Linked DNA regions of Macaca mulatta: region 1 is linked to region 2. A link is a contact called in public Hi-C data. All regions are on one chromosome and are shown on one strand. Each heading gives the region's core, a stretch centred on a gene start, on an enhancer-like site or on the middle of the called end of the contact. The rest is flanking DNA. Distances are from core to core; before and after follow the strand shown.

Region 1 (5,825 bases), core at 390-2,889, 430 kb after region 2:
CTGAGATGGGAAACTCACAACTGTTTTGAAAACAACTGTCATTCATGGTCCTAAAATATCTGTGTTTGGCGCATGTTTCCGAATGCCGCCTGCATTCTCATAATCAAGATGCAGCATGGCTGTGGCCTGTGGGTAACATAAAACCCGACTTGCAAATATTATTAGGCACGCGGACCAGCTGTCTGGAGGAGCTGATTAATTCCCCGCAGAAACTTCAGCACGCAGCACACATGCCATCTGCAGAGTACACCAGCAGATACACACCAGGCCCTTTCTGCCTCGTAAAGCGGCCGGGGCAGGGTGGGCCCTCGGGAGGAATGTGATGAACAGCTGGGTTGTCCCCGTGCTGGAAAAGGAAGGTCTCTCCAACTCCCTCACACAGGCACACTAGAAGGTGCTCCTTAAAAACAGCCCCATGAAATACAGGGGAAAGGGGATGCATGGCTAATCCTCTCCAGCTTGATTTTCAGTTGTTTTTAACACTGACTTGATGAGCAGCAGGCAGCATAACTTAGGATGGTAGATGCAACAGGGCCAGCCATATCTGGATTCAAATCCTGGCTCTGCTCTTTTACTAGCTGTGTGACTTTGTAGAAGTTAGTTAACCCCTCTGAGTCTATTCCTATTGTTGCCCTGTCTGGTCCTCACGTTTCCCCTCCGGCCTGGTACCTGGAAGGTATTTGATAAATGGCTCTGCCACTTCCTACCCCTCTGCTGCAGGACAGCATTTCTTTTATTCTCCTTGGACATCCTGGGACCCCCCGCAAGCTTCGCTTTCCCCCTGCCCAGTTCAGTTCTCCAGTTCACTTACTTCTTCCTTCTTTCTTTCCAGTGTTTGGCATGGATTTGAAGGTGTTTGGAAAAGGGAGGAAAGAAGAAAAATGTTTGAAGAAGGAAGGATGGGACCCTAGATTTGGAAATTAAGTAAGGAAATGCAGTACCAAGGCTACAAGGTTGGCCTTTTGAAAGGGGCTCTGATGGCACCTGGGGACACGATGGTGGAGCTGGGCAGCTGGCAGAAGGGCAATCAGGACAGCTAATGCAGAGGAACAGTTCGGGGCCAGGCTGAGGGCAGCAGCCTGATGGGAGGGGAATCAGCGAGGGTGCCAATCACCCAGGGCCACAGCCTGAGGAGCCTCACTCCAGTGAGTAAGGTGTGGACTAAACCCCCAGGCCCTGTTAACACTGTTAACAGCACCCCTGCCTGTGTCCTCTGGCTCCTGGCCTGGCAACCTTCTCATTTACCCATGGTTCATGAGCATTAACCACAAACCCCAGAGAGTCCAAAGTCCAGGAAAAGGGGAAAAACTCAACTCACACACAGAAGGGTGAGCACACGGCTCTATTCTAGCCCTTTCCTTAATCAAATATTCATGTCTCACAACCTTCGCCCACTCTCCTTCCAAGTCTAAGGAGCTGGATCTGACAGACTTGCCTCAGGATAAAGTCCCTCATTCAGGGCAAGTCTCAGATCCACTGGCACTCAGGTCCTCTCGGCTCCCTCGCCTCAAAATCACATGCACATTCCTCTCTGGACGGCCAGTGCCAATCAAAGCTGCAGCGCGCCTTTGATTAGAGATACAGCATGCCATCTGGCCCAGCACTGGGGGTGTATGTGTGTGTATAACACACGGGCAAGCTTGCTGTGTGGGCATTTGGCTCCAGGACAAGAACTGCCACGTGTTGGGGAAATTCAAATAGCTGAGCTGTCTGACCGACATGTAATTCAGCATTTGGACAGTATCGGTAGCAGCCAGGGTCTTAGTTTAACATTTTTCCTCATCACTTGAGACTGCTAAGAATGCTTCCATTCTTAGAGTCAAATGAAGGGAGAGGATAATTGGCATGAAATGAAAGAATCAAGAGGAGGAGGAACAGGGGCAAGAGAAGGAGGAGAAAGAGAAAGAGAAAGAGAAAGAAAAGGACTCCAGAGGTGGCCATTATGAAATGCAGTAGAAAGCACCACCCTGTAATACATTCCAGTCACTGCTCGGCTTTGCTTGGGATGACTAGGCTTTGGTTAAAAATACCAACAATGAAAGTTCCCCCCGCTCCAGTTATAAACATTATGTTCTACATGAGGAGCCTATATTCGATTGCAAACTGCATACTTAGTCCCACAATTTTACCTGGTGACTACTTTGTAAGTATCCAGAAACAAAGAAAATATTCCTAAAAACTCCTTTCTAGTATCTGGTGCTCTAATAGCACCCGAAAAGCCGCCTCACTGGAATGGCTGCTGAATTGATATATTTCACTTAAAGGCTAATTGATAGAAATTTTTGCAGAGGGTGGGATGAAGGGGATGATGAAAGGAGGTGGAGATTTTCGAGGAACTATGCTGTTACCATCTATAGTCTTTCTAACTCCTCTCTCCACTCTCCCTCTCCCTGCTCTGGACCCATAAGGATTCATCCCTGAGTTCCTGTGACCTGTACTTCTGGTTGGGTCTGGTAGAAGACCTGGAAGTGGGCTAAAGAGTGGGGTTGGGTATGAGTCCCCAGATCCATTCCTGCCATTTCTCTCTACTGAGGAGGCTCTCTCTGTGCAGTGGCCTATTCTGACTTCTTGTGCCCACTTCTCTGCCCCCTTGCCTTTGAGGCTTTGGTTCTGTTGCTGTTACAGGCTCCGAGATACTGCACCATGCTCTGTTGGCTTTCTGAAACCCTGCCTATACCTTTGTAAAAAACTCATTTCTTAACTTCTCTAATTTGAACATGCCTTCTGCTTTCTGCTAGGACACAGACTGATTGAACGATGAACTAAAACTTGATGATCCCTTGGCTTTCCCCAGCCTTCTTTCTCCAAAACCAGAGTATCCTAGGCCTAGATGCTGTGAGGAGACCAGCATGAGCCAAGAGGACCACAGCAGCAAATACCAATACCCACCCACCTACCCACCAAAAACCAATATCTCATTCCTCCACTCGGCCCACAACAGTCTCCCACCTGCAGAGCTGTCAAATTCCTGCCAGATCAAGGAGTCCAAACCCAGCTGACGAATGACATTTCAGGTATTTTCTGAAGGAAGGGAAGGTAAGGAGGAAGGAAGGGCCATGCGGTAAGTGACTGTTCTCATGGCTGTGATCACGAGCCATTGTCATTCAAGTGCCCACCTTGTCTTGCTGTGTACTCATTGTCTTCGATCAATCGGGCCAATCCGAAATCAGCAATCTTGCATATGAGTCCATTCCCCACTAGAATGTTTGCTGATCGCAGATCTCTATGGATATAATTCATGCGCTCGATGTAAGCCATTCCTGCAGCCACCTGTGGAAACCCAGGGAACAGGACATGTTACACCATGACCCAATGTACTTACACGTCATTAAACCTATGGCACATCAAGTTACCCTGCAGGGCTTACCTGTGCTGCCATGTCCACAAGATTTGGTAATTTCAGAGCTCTTCCTTCTCCATCTTTTAAGAAATCCAGTAAACTTCCTATGAACAAAACATAAAATCATTTCAATTTACTTTGAAAGATAATTCCCAATGGAGAGCTGTATTTGGTTTTCTTATTAAAAGTAATAGGTAGTCAAATGGAATAATGCCATCCATGGGGGGGGGGAAGATTTATATAAAAAAGCAGGGTAGAAAAAAGTATATGCATGGAGAAGTAACAGTTTTACCTTTTAAAAACAAACAGCATTAATTCCATTTCTAGGAATAACAATATATATTTGATAAAACTAGAAGAAATGGGACTCAATCTCCCTTTATGTCATAAAGAGGAACCTATGAAGAACCGCACCTCTTCAATCCCATTCTCCAATCACCCCTGCACAAAGAATGGATGTGGGGAAAATACAGCCCAGCTGAGTGGTCCAAAGCTGTGGTCTTGGGACTAGCAGCTACAACAACACAAGGGAACTTGTTAGATACGCAAATTCTCAGGTCCCATCCCAGATCGAGGAAATCAGAAACTTTGAAGGTTGGGTCCAGAAACTTGGGTTTTAAGAAGCCCTACAGGTGATTCTAATAATACAAGGTAAAGTCTGAGACTCAGTAGCTTAGCTTATTTACAGATTTTGAATCAAGAAAAGACAATCTGAAGAATATGGGCGGGGCAGATGGTTCCCCTTAATTAGATCATAGCCAGCCAAGCCTTAAATCAGACATCTGAAACAAAACATTGGAAGCTTCAGAGCCACTAGTATAACACAACAAGGCAGGGATAATCATTTGCAGAAGGTGGAGGCTTATGATGGTCATCAGTGATATTTTATGCTTTAATCACAAAGTTATTTACAAAATAACCCTGGATACAAAGGACAAAAAACAGTTTGCCAGAAAAAAAATTTCCATTATATTTTAAAAGAAAGTACATGGAAAAGAAAAATTACACTGGTATCCTCTGATGTACAATGTATTGCCTTTCAAGACTGTTTCTTGTTTGGTTCATCTATTTTTCCAAAACAAAATGATCTCTGGTCTTATCCCCAACAATGCTGGTTTGATTAGAAAGACAGAGGGGTTGTGGGGGAGAGAATGTGAGAATAAATGTGGTCTGTGAAAGCATGTAATTCATCATCTGACTAAGAAGAGAGCTGGAAAAAAATAAGATGTTCAAATGATGGAGACTAAACTTAGCTTAGAGAGCAGTGTCTGATATTAATTGTTTAGCCCTGCCAAAAGGAAATGCAACAAAAGCTACTACATTCAAAATAACAGCAAACTATCATAACCCTCTGTACCGCCTGATATTAAAAATAAATGTTTTAATTATGGAGAGGAGCTTGAATTTCTGACACACATAACATGTAAAAGGCATTTGGCATTTCACAAGGATTTGGGGCGGGGCAAACTCAAGGTTGGTATGTTTTTAAAAATGTTTTCATTAATGAGTGCATTAACTGGTGGTTCCTAGTGGGAATACTTGACCCAGGCAGAAACTAGAAAAGAAGCAAGTAGGAAGCCTCCATTTCTCTCCCTCAAACAACCCCTTAAGGCACTATATGCTGGAGAGAGGAGAGGCTTTGCCCAACCTTTATTCATATACTCGGTGACGATGTAGATGGGCTCCTCAGACACCACTGCGTAGAGCTGGACCAGCTTGTCGTGCTTCAGCTTCTTCATGATCTGCGCTTCCTCAAGGAATGATTCGGGGGACATTGTGCCTGGTTTGAGAGTCTTTATGGCTACTTTTGTGTTTCCATTCCAGGTACCTACAAACATCCCAGAACATGAAGTCAAACCAAAGATCTTCTTTTGATGGAAAAAGAGGGTTTTGACCACCAGCTATTTGCATAAAATTAGACTTTAAATTTAAAACACTTAATACAGTTTTTGTTGAACAAAGACATTCAATTGCAAGGACTCTGTCAAGTATTTTAACAGAAAAAAATGTGTTTCTTTGTGGGGATGGCAAGGATGGCTATATTAAGATTTATAATTCATTAAAATGTTTTAAAATTTTGAATATATACCACTCTGGCTTTTTTTGGTGCAGTCATATGATTACACATTTATACCAAAAGCTCTGGACCGCTGTTTACAGTGATGAAAGTCCAGGGCTTGGAACAGGCCTGGCCATCTAATAGCTGTCCCTTAGGGAGCACAGTGGGCATGGAAGAAATTAGATTATTTAAGTTTATGGGGTGTGCCATTTAAAAATATGGCACCACATAAGGATGTCTGGAAATTACCTTTAGACTTTCAATGTCTGCAATGGACAAGTTACTTGACTGAGTCCTTGTACAGGTGTGCCGAGCGTGCTGATAAGCACTGGCAAGGAGCTCACAGTCTGCTTGCCAGTACTTCAACCAGGTAAGGCAAATTCCTCAGCTTTACTGATGGCTAGCCACAAGAACAATGGCTTCCAT
Region 2 (5,100 bases), core at 1,216-3,715:
ATATTCATTTTCAGTAGAAAATGTGGCTCACAAACACTTCTGTTTCTCTGAAATTGCCTCTCAGGAGAAAACGTGATCCTTACTATTGATCTAAGAGAAATCTGCATGAAGCAATGCTGTAGTTTATGCTTTTTTTTTTTTTTTTCCTGGAAGGTGGTGGGTGACCTCTGGAGGCAACTGGAAAAAATATCCTGCTGCTTTCAAAAGTGAAGTGGGGAATGAAGAATCAGAAAGTAGAGCTGTCCATTTAGAGAAGGTCTTTTTTTACCTTTAGTCAGGGTGAATTAAAATATTTAATTTTAAAATGGCTTTACTGAACCTCAATTCAGTTAGGTAATAAATCGATTCTGTTAGGTAATAGTTATTAAGTATGTAATACAATGTTAGGGGAGAGACATATAACACTAACAGTTTCAATCTCATTGAGTTTATAATCTACTAAGGAACTGAAGATAAGTGCTAAAAGAACACGAGGTAAAACCTGTGACGAGATTTAGGAGCAGCACAACGAAGTAGGAATTAGTGAAACTAAACCAGCGTCAAGACTGAAAGGCAGGTCAGAAAAGACTGACACCAAAGTAGGTTTTTTGTTCTGTTTTGTTTGTTTTTTTCTGTTTTTTGGTTGTTTTTTTTAAAACATGGATTCTCCACAGATAGGTAGAAAACGTCCTGGTTTGGCGTCATTAGTCTACTTCAGCCCCTCTCTCACTGATTACAACTAAAAGACTCATGACAAAACACAAATGGCAACTGCCTGCAGACTCTGAAAAGTAAATAAAGAATTGAGGTAGGGAGTCAAAACTTAGAAACCTGCAAGGGGATGAATTTCCTGGCTTTTTTTTCTTGTGGTTTGTCCTGAGGAGACCCCAGTTGGGAATTGTCGGGTGGCATGGGTAGCTAAAACTCGAATAAAAATCCCATGTTTCTGTGCTGAAAGGAAAGAACCGTTAGCCCAGAACTCTATTTTCAGTGAAAATATTTTCGGGAATCAAAGTGAAATAAAGACATTCTCATATGAAGGAATGCCAGCTGACCTGCTCTAAAATAAATGCTTGGCGGGCTGGGCGCGGTGGCCCACGCCTGTAATCCCAGCACTTTGGGAGACCGAGGCGGGCGGATCACGAGGTTAGGAGTTCAAGACCAGCCTGGACCAACATGGTGAAAACCCGTCTCTACTAAATACAAAAATTAGCGGGGCATGGTGGCGCGCACCTGTAAATCCCAGCTACTCAGGAGGCTGCGGCAGAAGAATCGCTTGAACTCAAGAGGCAGAAGTTGCAGTGAGCCAAGATCGCATCATTGCACTCCAGCCTGGGCAACAGAGCGAGCAAAAAAAAAAAAAAGTTAAGAAAGAAAGAAAAAAGAAATGCTTGGAGGGGCATGGTGGCTCATACTTGTAATCCCAGCACTTTGGGAGGCCAAGGCAGACAGATCACTTGAGGTCAGGAGTTCAAGACCAGCCTGGCCGACAGGGTGAAACCTCGTCTCTACCAAAAAGCGCCACAGCACTCCAGCCCGAGCGACATAGGCTCTGTCTCAAAAAAGAAAAAACAAAACAAAACAAAACAAAAAAGCGGGGGTGCAGGTGGGGGGAAGACTTAATGACTGAATGAGTAAGTCTGGAGAGATGGGTTGCAAGGAATGATGAGACTCAGTTTTGTAGTCTGGGAGCCTAAGTGGATGAAAGTTGGAAGAATCAGGTGGAAAAGAACATTTCCAATGGACGGCAAAGAAAAGTATATAACATTTTGAGGCTGTGGTCTGCTTTGTTAAAGAGCAAAAGGAAACAATTCCTCAAATCGATGCCACGCTCCACTTCTTTACAACGATGGAATTATTTCAGGAATTGGAATTATTTCAGGAATTGTGTTTGAAACCACAGCTTTGGATCCCGATTTCTTTCTTGAGCTACTGTTACACTGTTTATATATGGCCACTAATTCGATGACTGAGCTTGGGCAAATTGTTAATTATTTTCTATGACTTAATCTTTCTATCTGTACAACGGGGATAACGTGGAATTTGGGGTGTTATGAGGGTTAACTGAGATAATATACGTGATAACTTACAGAATGACGTTCAACAAATACTTGTGGAGTGAAAGATGAGCAACTCATCGACAGATCTCAGGGATTTCAGAAAGCTGTATAAGGACCAGATCTTCAGGCTCCCTCCCCTCCCCAGGAGACCGGGGAGCCGGCGCGAGGAGCTACGGTGCAATTCTTGGCCCATTTTCCTCATAGTGGTTTGGCGCATTTTTACCTCTTGATTCTCTGGTCCCAGGCTGCAGCTTCAGCTCGCTCCGCCATGGGGCGCAAGTCCGGCAGCCTCTGTGGGCTCAGCTAAGTATGATGCCTAGGCTAGAGAGCCACGTCCGGTCTCTTAGGCAACCATATCAACTTCCGGCTTGAGGCGCGATCCCTGTTGGCGAGAGGCCACATTTCCGCCACGTGACCCGCGCATGCGCCTGCTTGCTGGAGGGCTAGCGTCCGTTGATCCGAACACCTGCTGAGTTCGGAAGTTCGCTTTCTCTGCCCCGGCTCGGGGCGGTCCGCTGGGAGGTGGCGCCCGGAGGGACAGCCGTGCCTCGGGGCGGGGCCGGTGCTCGTCTCGGAGCTCCAGAGGTTCCGCTGAGAAGCACGGCGGCAGCAAGACGACTTCTCCGGAGCCGCCGAGCTGGAGTTGGAAGTGGAGCTCCGTGGGGCCGGGCCCCAGGCTGCGGGGCAGCGGCTCCTGCAGGCGGAGGCCCCGGCGGAGAATGAGCCGGAGCCGGAGGTGGTGGTGGTCTCCCGGCAGAGCGGTGCCACCGGGAGCATGCTGCGATGGTTCACCACCTTCATGCTGTTTGCTTCCTTCCTGGGGCTGGTGAGAGCCGGTTCTGCAACCCTCCCAGGCCGGGACCTTCGAGTCTCGCCTTCGCCACTTGAAAACTGACCTTAGGCGTGTTACCTAATCTGTCTGGACTTCAGTTTCATTATCTGGAAATTGGGCACAATTCTAATCTTGGAGGGTTATTGTCAAGTGCAAAATAGATTTTCTGAATACGTTTTTCAGCTCCAGCAAGGCTTTTTTTTTTTTTTTTTTTTTTTTTTTTGACGGGAGTCTTGCTTTGTTGCCCAGGCTGGAGTGCAGTGGCGCAATCTCGGCTCACTGCAACCTCCGCCTCCCGGTTCAAGCTATTCTTCTGCGTCAGCCTTCCGAGTAGCTGGGATTACAGGCGCCTGCTACTAAGCCCAGCTAATTTTTGTATTTTTAGTAGAGACAGGGTTTCGCCATATTGGCCAGGCTGGTTTCGAACTCCTGACCTCAAGTGATCCTCCCGCCTCTGCCTCCCAAAGTACTGGTATTACAGGCGTGAGCCACTGCGCCCGGCCCAGCAAGCCTTCATACGGCTCCTTGGTGGAATGGGAAGGTTGCAAGAAGGGTTGCCCAGGTCTTTGGCCGCTGCTCTGCGCACCCACCCACTCAACCCCCAAATTATTACACAGAAAAACTACTTTTCTGGAATTTCTTCCTGGGAGTCTAACCAAATTCAGCCAACCGCTTAATTTTGCAGATAAGGAACTAGGCCCGGAGGGGAAAGTGACTTTCTGGATCACACAGCTGGTTAAGTGATAGAGCCAGAAATACGTGTCTTACTCTGCCCACAGTCCTATTTGTTAATAAAACCAACCTTGAGATTCTTAAATGTTTTTCTTGGAGCAAAGGGCAAGCCTAGAAGCGCCTTTTGCCAAATGCCTGGGCCACCGCTCAATTCACTTTTCGGAAACCTCCTTATCACTTGATAATTATGATCCTGGGGGAGTTGAGAGGATGAGTCCTCCCAAGAGTCTTTTGTGGTCACTTACCATCTCAGGGACTCTGAGCTACAATTGTTTCTTAGAGTATTTTGATTGGGGGCGGTGGGGAGGGGTGAAGAAAGAAATCACTTCGGACTTTTGGTGAGTTGTCACTGACTGTCAGGTCCTGTTGTGAATCCTTTGAAAACATTACTTTGATTAGATTCTGTGCTCAGGCTTCTCTCGAAGTACTAGGTGCTTGCTGTGCACCTGGGCCCACGTTGGTCCTTAGTCTTGGACTGTTATGGGTTGGGCAGGGGCGCACCCCATGCATTTAGAGCAGAGCAGGGCAATTAGAATCAGTTATTCTGGAATTGTAGACTGATTGGAAACATTTTTTTCTCTAAGTGTCCAGTGAATTTCCTCTGAAAGTCAACTGTAATCCTTAGTTCTTGCTGACCCTGCATTGTCTTTGAGTGAAGTTTTATTGTTAGAGTCATTCTATATTTGGGCGTGTAATATTTTCTAAGCAACCTCTACTGACTAATTCTGATGGCTTGGAAGAAAAGTGTGAATTTTGAAACATTTAAATTGTTTATCTCCTGTATGTTTTATATGTGTAGTTCAGGGGAAGAACCCCATGTGCATCCAGAAGTATTGCTGTTTAACAACATAAAAAACAGGAATCATATTTTGATGTCTTGATCAATGTTTTGATGTTTTCCAGTGGCTCAGTCAGAACTCAACTATAGTCTCAATCTCAGGGCTTAAGCGATCCTTCCATCTCAGCCTCCCTAGTAGCTGGGACTACAGGCATGTGGCACCACGCCTGACTGATTTTTTTATTTTTATTTTTGTAGAGATGGTTGCTTAGGTTGCTCTCAAAATCCTGAGCTCAAGCAATCCTACCACCTCTCCCTCCCAAATTGCTGGGATTACAGGCGTAAGCAACCACGCCTGACTTAATTTAATTAATTATGATTTTTTTTTTTTTTTCGAGACAAGAGTCTTGCTCTGTTGCCCAGGCTGGAGTGCAGTGCTGCAGTCTCGGCTCACTGCAACCTCTGCCTCCCATGTTCAAGCGATTCTCCTGCGTCAGCCTCCCAAGTCGCTGGGACTACAGGCACCCACCACCATGCCCAGCTAATTTTTTGTATTTTTAGTAGAGATGGGGTTTCACTGTGTTAGCCACGCTGGTCTCAAACTCCTGACCTAGTGATCCGCCTGCCTCGGCCTCCCAAAATGCTGAGATTACAGGCATGAGCCACCGTGCCCAGCCAATTTAAATTTTTAACACCCAAATTCTTATTTGTGCATGTAG

What was found. A called contact is a pair of places that touch in the nucleus more often than the background predicts.
Region 1: a Hi-C map of fetal cortex germinal zone shows a contact between it and region 2, with 3 times the contacts expected there. The contact joins the enhancer-like site here to the promoter of MFSD4B in region 2. A contact is called at or near these places in 2 of 14 Hi-C or Micro-C datasets (fetal cortex germinal zone and fetal cortical plate).

Annotation. Positions count from the first base shown.
Region 1 is chr4:16,767,677-16,773,501 of T2T-MMU8v2.0, forward strand. It overlaps FYN (FYN proto-oncogene, Src family tyrosine kinase), which reads right to left. Exons shown (of 13, transcript XM_028847045.2): 9 at 4,989-5,168; 10 at 3,368-3,444; 11 at 3,117-3,270. Among named protein-coding and RNA genes, the nearest start is that of TRAF3IP2, 86 kb to the left of the region's middle. Within about 2 kb of position 1,640, at least 17 of the 40 cell types and tissues checked have an H3K27ac peak or open chromatin away from gene starts, as enhancers often do. A contact at or near this core is called in fetal cortex germinal zone and fetal cortical plate, where this site is marked.
Region 2 is chr4:16,340,875-16,345,974 of T2T-MMU8v2.0, forward strand. It overlaps MFSD4B (major facilitator superfamily domain containing 4B), which reads left to right and starts at 2,466. Exons shown (of 4, transcript XM_015137571.3): 1 at 2,466-2,865. The coding sequence starts at 2,815.